Linked DNA regions of Rattus norvegicus: region 1 is linked to region 2. Evidence: chromatin contacts called from public Hi-C data. All regions are on one chromosome and are shown on one strand. Each heading gives the region's core, a stretch centred on a gene start, on an enhancer-like site or on the middle of the called end of the contact. The rest is flanking DNA. Distances are from core to core; before and after follow the strand shown. Region 1 overlaps LOC120097385 (a long non-coding RNA gene). Region 2 overlaps LOC102551895 (a long non-coding RNA gene).

Region 1 (2,700 bases), core at 92-2,591, 280 kb before region 2:
TTGACGGAACGGTTTAGGAAGGACTAGAAGGGGTGGTCTTGTCAGAGGGGTGTGTCACTGGAGGAAGGTTTTAGGTTTCAAAGACTCTTGTCATTCCCTGTGTTCTCTTTGTCTCCTACTTGGATGTCAGATGTGTGTCACCATGCTTTCAATCTGCTGTCGTAGACCCTGGCCCATTGGAATCTGGGCTCATTTAAACGCTTCCTCTTACAAGTTGCCTGGGTCCTGGTATCTTATCCCAGCAGTGGAAAAGAAACTAAGTCAGCTCTGCGGACAGCCATGAGCTTATTTAATTTCTCTGTAACTTCTAGCTCTGCTAAATTGGAGTAGACTCTGCCGACTCACTTACAAAGGAACATCATAATGATATACAGAGAATAAATTCAGAGTATAAATTAGTAGGTGATGTGATTCCAGGGACTGAGATCATTCCTTATGTATTTTTGCGATCAAAAACAGAATTGGGAAGTTGATTTCTTAAAAGATTTTTAAAATAGTAATGTAAAAGGGTAATTCTTATCTTCTGAGTATCTAATGATTGAGGAAAATTTATGCATATACCACTAGGGGTTGGGAGTCCTATGCAGTAATATGTTGTTTCGGTTTACTTTCTGTTGAGTGATAAAACATTGTACAAAATCAGCTTGTGGAAGAAAGGTTTATTTAGCTTACATGACCTGGTCATAGTGAATCATCATTCAGGGAAGTCAGTGCAGGAACTCAAGCAGGAGCATGGAGGCCGGAACCATGGAGAAATGCTGCTTCTTGGCTTACTCTCCATGGCTTGCTCAGCAGGCCTTCCTATTGTATTAGGTACTGTGCTAGTGGTGCAATGAAACGCCATGACCAAGGCAACTTATAAAAGAAAGCATTTGTACTGGGCTTATGACTTCAGAGGGTTAGCGTCTGAGATGGGAGAGCAAAGACACGGTGGCAGGAAGAGCTATGAACTCCCACCCTCAAAATTGTAAGTAGGAGACAGAGAGGACACAGGGAAAGGCATTTTGAAACCTCAGCTTGCCTCCACTAACACACCGCCTTCAACAAGGTCACACCTCCTAATCCTTCCCAAACAGTTCTACCAACTGGGGATCAAATATTCAAACCTATGCACCCACAGAGATGGGGCATTCTCATTCAAACTATAACATATAGAATCTAGGATGACTTGCTCAGACACGGTCCTTCCCACAGTGGCCTGGGCCCTCACACATCAACATTAGTCAATAACATGCTCTACAGACATGTCCACAGGCCCATCTGTTGGAGGCAGATTCTCTTGACAGGTGACTTCAGTTTGTGTCAAGTTGACAGAAACTAATCTGAGCACATGTCGTCCCTTGGATGTGGCATGCAATGGTTGGCAGTCACATTTCCTTAGCATTCATAGAACACAATACATCTTCCATGTCTGTGGGACTGAGAAAAGCAGAGGACATCATGACAAAATTTCTATGTTAGATCACAATTTGGCTACAGGTTTTGAAACAAAGAAAAGCGATTCTTTTTATTTAAAAATCCCCTTTTCATTAGGTAATTTATTTGTAACTGTAGCTACTCACTTCAGTGTAGATGTTTGGTTGACATCTGGGCCATTGCCACTAGAAGTGTGGTAACAGCTTCTGCCTAACTGGAAGGATTAATAATTCTTGGAATCAAAACATTTATTCAGAGGGTTAGGGAAAGGTTGGGGAAGTTCACACTGTCTGCTGTCCTCTGCAGGGCGGACCTTAGAGGTCTCCTCTAAGCTAAGAGCTGGGATTAATAATTCTAAATGATTTGAATCCAGTCTTTTATACTGAGCACTAACTGCTTCTATTTTTAAATACTTTTAAATTTTTTATAAGATACTACTATTTACTTAATGATACAGTGATCTAATAAAGCCAGATCATTAACATAAATATTAATGATATCAGTAATATTATTATTCACATTTTACGTGCTTGTACTTTTTATGTAGTGCTGGGTTTCTCTTTTTTAAAATTCAGGGCTTAATAAGTGGTAAACTTTACTACTGAGTTATCGATCCAGACTTTAATAGTGAAATTTTTAAGTAAGCAAAGACGTAAAAGTCTCAAAACAAATACTTTATGTTAGGTGTTCACTTACATTGTACGCCAGGGTGTGTGGCTGACTGTCAATAGTGGGTGTCTTTTCTGATTGCTCTCCACCTTATTTTTTGGCTAAGCTTGCTAGCCAGTGAGCTCCAGAGATCTCGCTGTCTCTGTGCCCCAGTGCTGGGGGATCGGGCATACTGTGCCCTCATCCCTGGCTTTATGCGGCTGCTGGGGATCCAAACTCATGTTTCTGTGCTCCCACGCCACCTTCCAAGGCCTAATTTTCTAGGATTTATCTAAATTCTCCAATAATCGTATCCTTGTGCTTCAACTATAATTTCTTGACTGTAGATTCAAATTTCCAAGGGTTACCTCTCTGATTTTGACAGAAACCGATTAATTACTTAAAAGCACAGGCACAACAAAACTAATTTAATGCTATTTTAATTAACTAGTACATTTTCTGTCTTGTAAGTTTCTTCTACTGAATATAAGGAAACCCAGGTCTTTTATCAAAAGTTATTAAGACATTTATATGAGAAATTTTTAATTTCAAAACTTGAGAGTTGCGTAAAGTCAAGACACATGTTTGTAAGAGCTATAAAAGCTTATGAAAGTCATGACTAATAGTTTTTTCTAA
Region 2 (2,700 bases), core at 25-2,524:
CTTAACACGGATAACCCGCGCGTGTGTGTTTTTTAAATCTCGCAGGCTTACGCCCAGTTCTCGGTGCTGTGTTGGTGTGGGCATCGACAGGCCTAGGCACTTATACATAAATAAATGAGCCTCCGTGTAATCATTCGGGAACTGGAGTAGACATATAAAAAGCCCAAAGGGTTACCCATGCATGTTGTAAGATCAGATCTTGGCATTACAGACAGTTGTGAGCTGCCATGTGGTTACTGGGAATTGAACCCGGGTCCTCTGGAAGAGTAGGCAGTGCTCTCAACTGTTGAGCCATCTCTCCACCTCTTTCCATATGAATTTCAATACCTTTTTTGTGAAAAATGACATTGGAATTTTGATGAGAATGGCACTGGGTCTGTAGGTGGTCTTCGGAGCATAGCCATTTCACAGTAGCCATTCTTTCAATCTATAAGAGTGGAAGAAACCAGTTTCCCCTGCCACATTCAACTGCAGAGTATGCGGAAATGAATGTGCCACTTGGACTAAATCAGAGGTTCTTCTTACCAGGGAGTGACAAAGTAAAGGAGGACAGATATTGAATGTTTAGGCAAGGGAAGAGTTGGCACAATCTCTCGGGAGAGTGAGACCTGTGGAGGAAATATGAAATATGAAAGGGAAGAAAAGATGGATGTGGCAGTGAAGGCCGGTACTTGGGAGACAAAGGCTGGGAGGGTCAGAGGGTTGGGAGTTCAAGGTAATCCTTACATAATGAGTTGGAGACCAGCCTGGGCTACATGAGAATCTGTCTCGAAGAAAATGTAAAAGAGACAGAAGGCCATTAGGTGAGAGGGAGGACAGCCTAGAGATGGCAGGAACAGTAGATGGAAGGACTTAATCAAGTCAGTGGGTTACAGGCAAAGGTTAGAAGGAGCACTGAAGAGGTGAATAAATGATGGGGCAGAAGACATGCGGGGCAGTTGTGGGTCACAGCGTAGTAGTGTCTCAGGGTGAAGCATATGACAGCATTATCAGAGTGGTTTAGAAGAATTAGTGATATCAGTTGCTGGTGACTTCTAGCCCCTACCGACTTCTAAAATCAAGTCTTACAGGGGCCGGAGAAATGGTTCAGCAGTTAAGAGCATTTACTACTTCAATAGAGGCCCTGAGTTTCCTCTCACACCAGTCTGTAACTCCAGCCCTAAGAGGTCCAATGCCCACTTCTGACCTCTGCAGGCACCTGCACACCCACGGGATACACGTGCCGTGGTAATAACTGCTTTCCCATTCTGTGGTAAAACACAGTGAAGCCAGGCACCCTGTGTAACAGAAAGTGTTTGATCAGGCACATGGTTCACTGGGTTAGAGTCCATGACGGAGTGGCCTCAGGAACAACTGAGAGTTCATATCTCAAACCACAAGCAGGAGGCAGAGAACACACTGGCAACAGCATGAGTGATTTAAAATCTCAATGGTCCGAGTGACGAGATCATGTCTCCAACCAACTGAGGAACCACGTCTTCGAACGGAGATTTATGGGAGACATCTCAGACAAACACAAGTAAAAGATTTAAAAACTCTTTAAAGATAAAGTTGGATTGAAATGTCTATTTGCATATTTCCTGTTCTCATTTGAATTTTTCAGGGCAATATCAAACACAGAATATAATAGATTATCTATTTTGTCTCTTAAAGGAAAAGTATTATCCACATTACACTGACTTATTGTGTATTTTGTGCAGATTTTGAGTGACCATTCATGTTCTATGACAGTGACAAGGGACTGTGAGCCAAAGTTGTTTCCTATAATAAATATTCATGGTACAGAATATTAAAACTATGAAAGCAAACATGTCTACATCACAGAAAGTCCCTTTCTGCTAAGGTTTCAGATGACAGGATGGAAAAAGTATCTTTGTAAACACCACTGAACTACCCTATTTCATTGTAAGATGGGCAGGGGGACTGTCCTGTGGTCACCTAGGGCCGATGTATGTGGCAGAACACTCAGAATTCTTATTTCTGTGCTGGCTGTGAGTTCCAGCTGTGCTATGCCATTCCAACGTAAGGGAAGAAGGGTGTAAAGAAATACTTTGAGATCCACGTGCAGATGTCTGATGTCTTATCTCCGAGAAGACGGTTTTGAAGGTCCCTTCTGCTCCTGTAGCTGAACTGCTGCCATGAGAATTCTCGACCCCAATGACCAGCTAATCTTCTCACATTACTTACAAGACCACAGACAAGTCAGAGTGTTCTCATTACTGTCCAAATGTTCATTTACTTCTGGATCTTGTGAACTTTCAGGATCGTAATCGGAATGTATGAAAAAAATGTGTTTTCAATAAAAAAATTTTTTTGGTTAATGGATTTGAGATGTGATTTCCGTCAATGTGTGCTTTTTCTTTTAAGTATTATCTTTATCACACTTACTTTTACTTTGTGACTATGTGAATCACTTTCTTGGTGGTTACTTCTACTACAGTCTGCTTAAAATTATTGCTAATGGTTTCTTATGATCATAAACTGTTCTGGCCTTGTTTAGTAAGAACCGAGCCCTGCTTTTGTGTGTGAGGAAGTACAGACAGTATCTCCCTAGCTCTAGGAGTCCTGTAATGTCTCCTTGCTTTCTCATGTCAGCAATCATATTAGCTTCCGGTAAACATCTCAAGTCGTATGCGTCATATTCAAAGTTCTAAATACACTTCCAACATCTCCTGGCAGTTACTGATACGGCAAAAGGCT

Evidence for each region. A called contact is a pair of places that touch in the nucleus more often than the background predicts.
Region 1: a Hi-C map of liver shows a contact between it and region 2, with 2.9 times the contacts expected there. The contact joins two enhancer-like sites. A contact is called at or near these places in 11 of 12 Hi-C or Micro-C datasets (the Rat2 cell line, Schwann cells, frontal cortex and 6 more) and 1 of 1 datasets of contacts at active chromatin or transcription factors (oligodendrocytes).

The regions. Positions count from the first base shown.
Region 1 is chr16:52,339,217-52,341,916 of GRCr8, reverse strand. The region is part of intron 2 of LOC120097385 (a long non-coding RNA gene); the gene reads right to left. Among named protein-coding and RNA genes, the nearest start is that of Irf2, 58 kb to the right of the region's middle. Within about 2 kb of position 1,341, at least 2 of the 93 cell types and tissues checked have an H3K27ac peak or open chromatin away from gene starts, as enhancers often do. A contact at or near this core is called in hepatocytes and liver, where this site is marked.
Region 2 is chr16:52,060,580-52,063,279 of GRCr8, reverse strand. LOC102551895 (a long non-coding RNA gene) reads left to right here. Exons shown (of 3, transcript XR_360468.5): 3 at 1-11. Among named protein-coding and RNA genes, the nearest start is that of Ptmal4, 34 kb to the right of the region's middle. Within about 2 kb of position 1,274, at least 3 of the 93 cell types and tissues checked have an H3K27ac peak or open chromatin away from gene starts, as enhancers often do. A contact at or near this core is called in hepatocytes and liver, where this site is marked.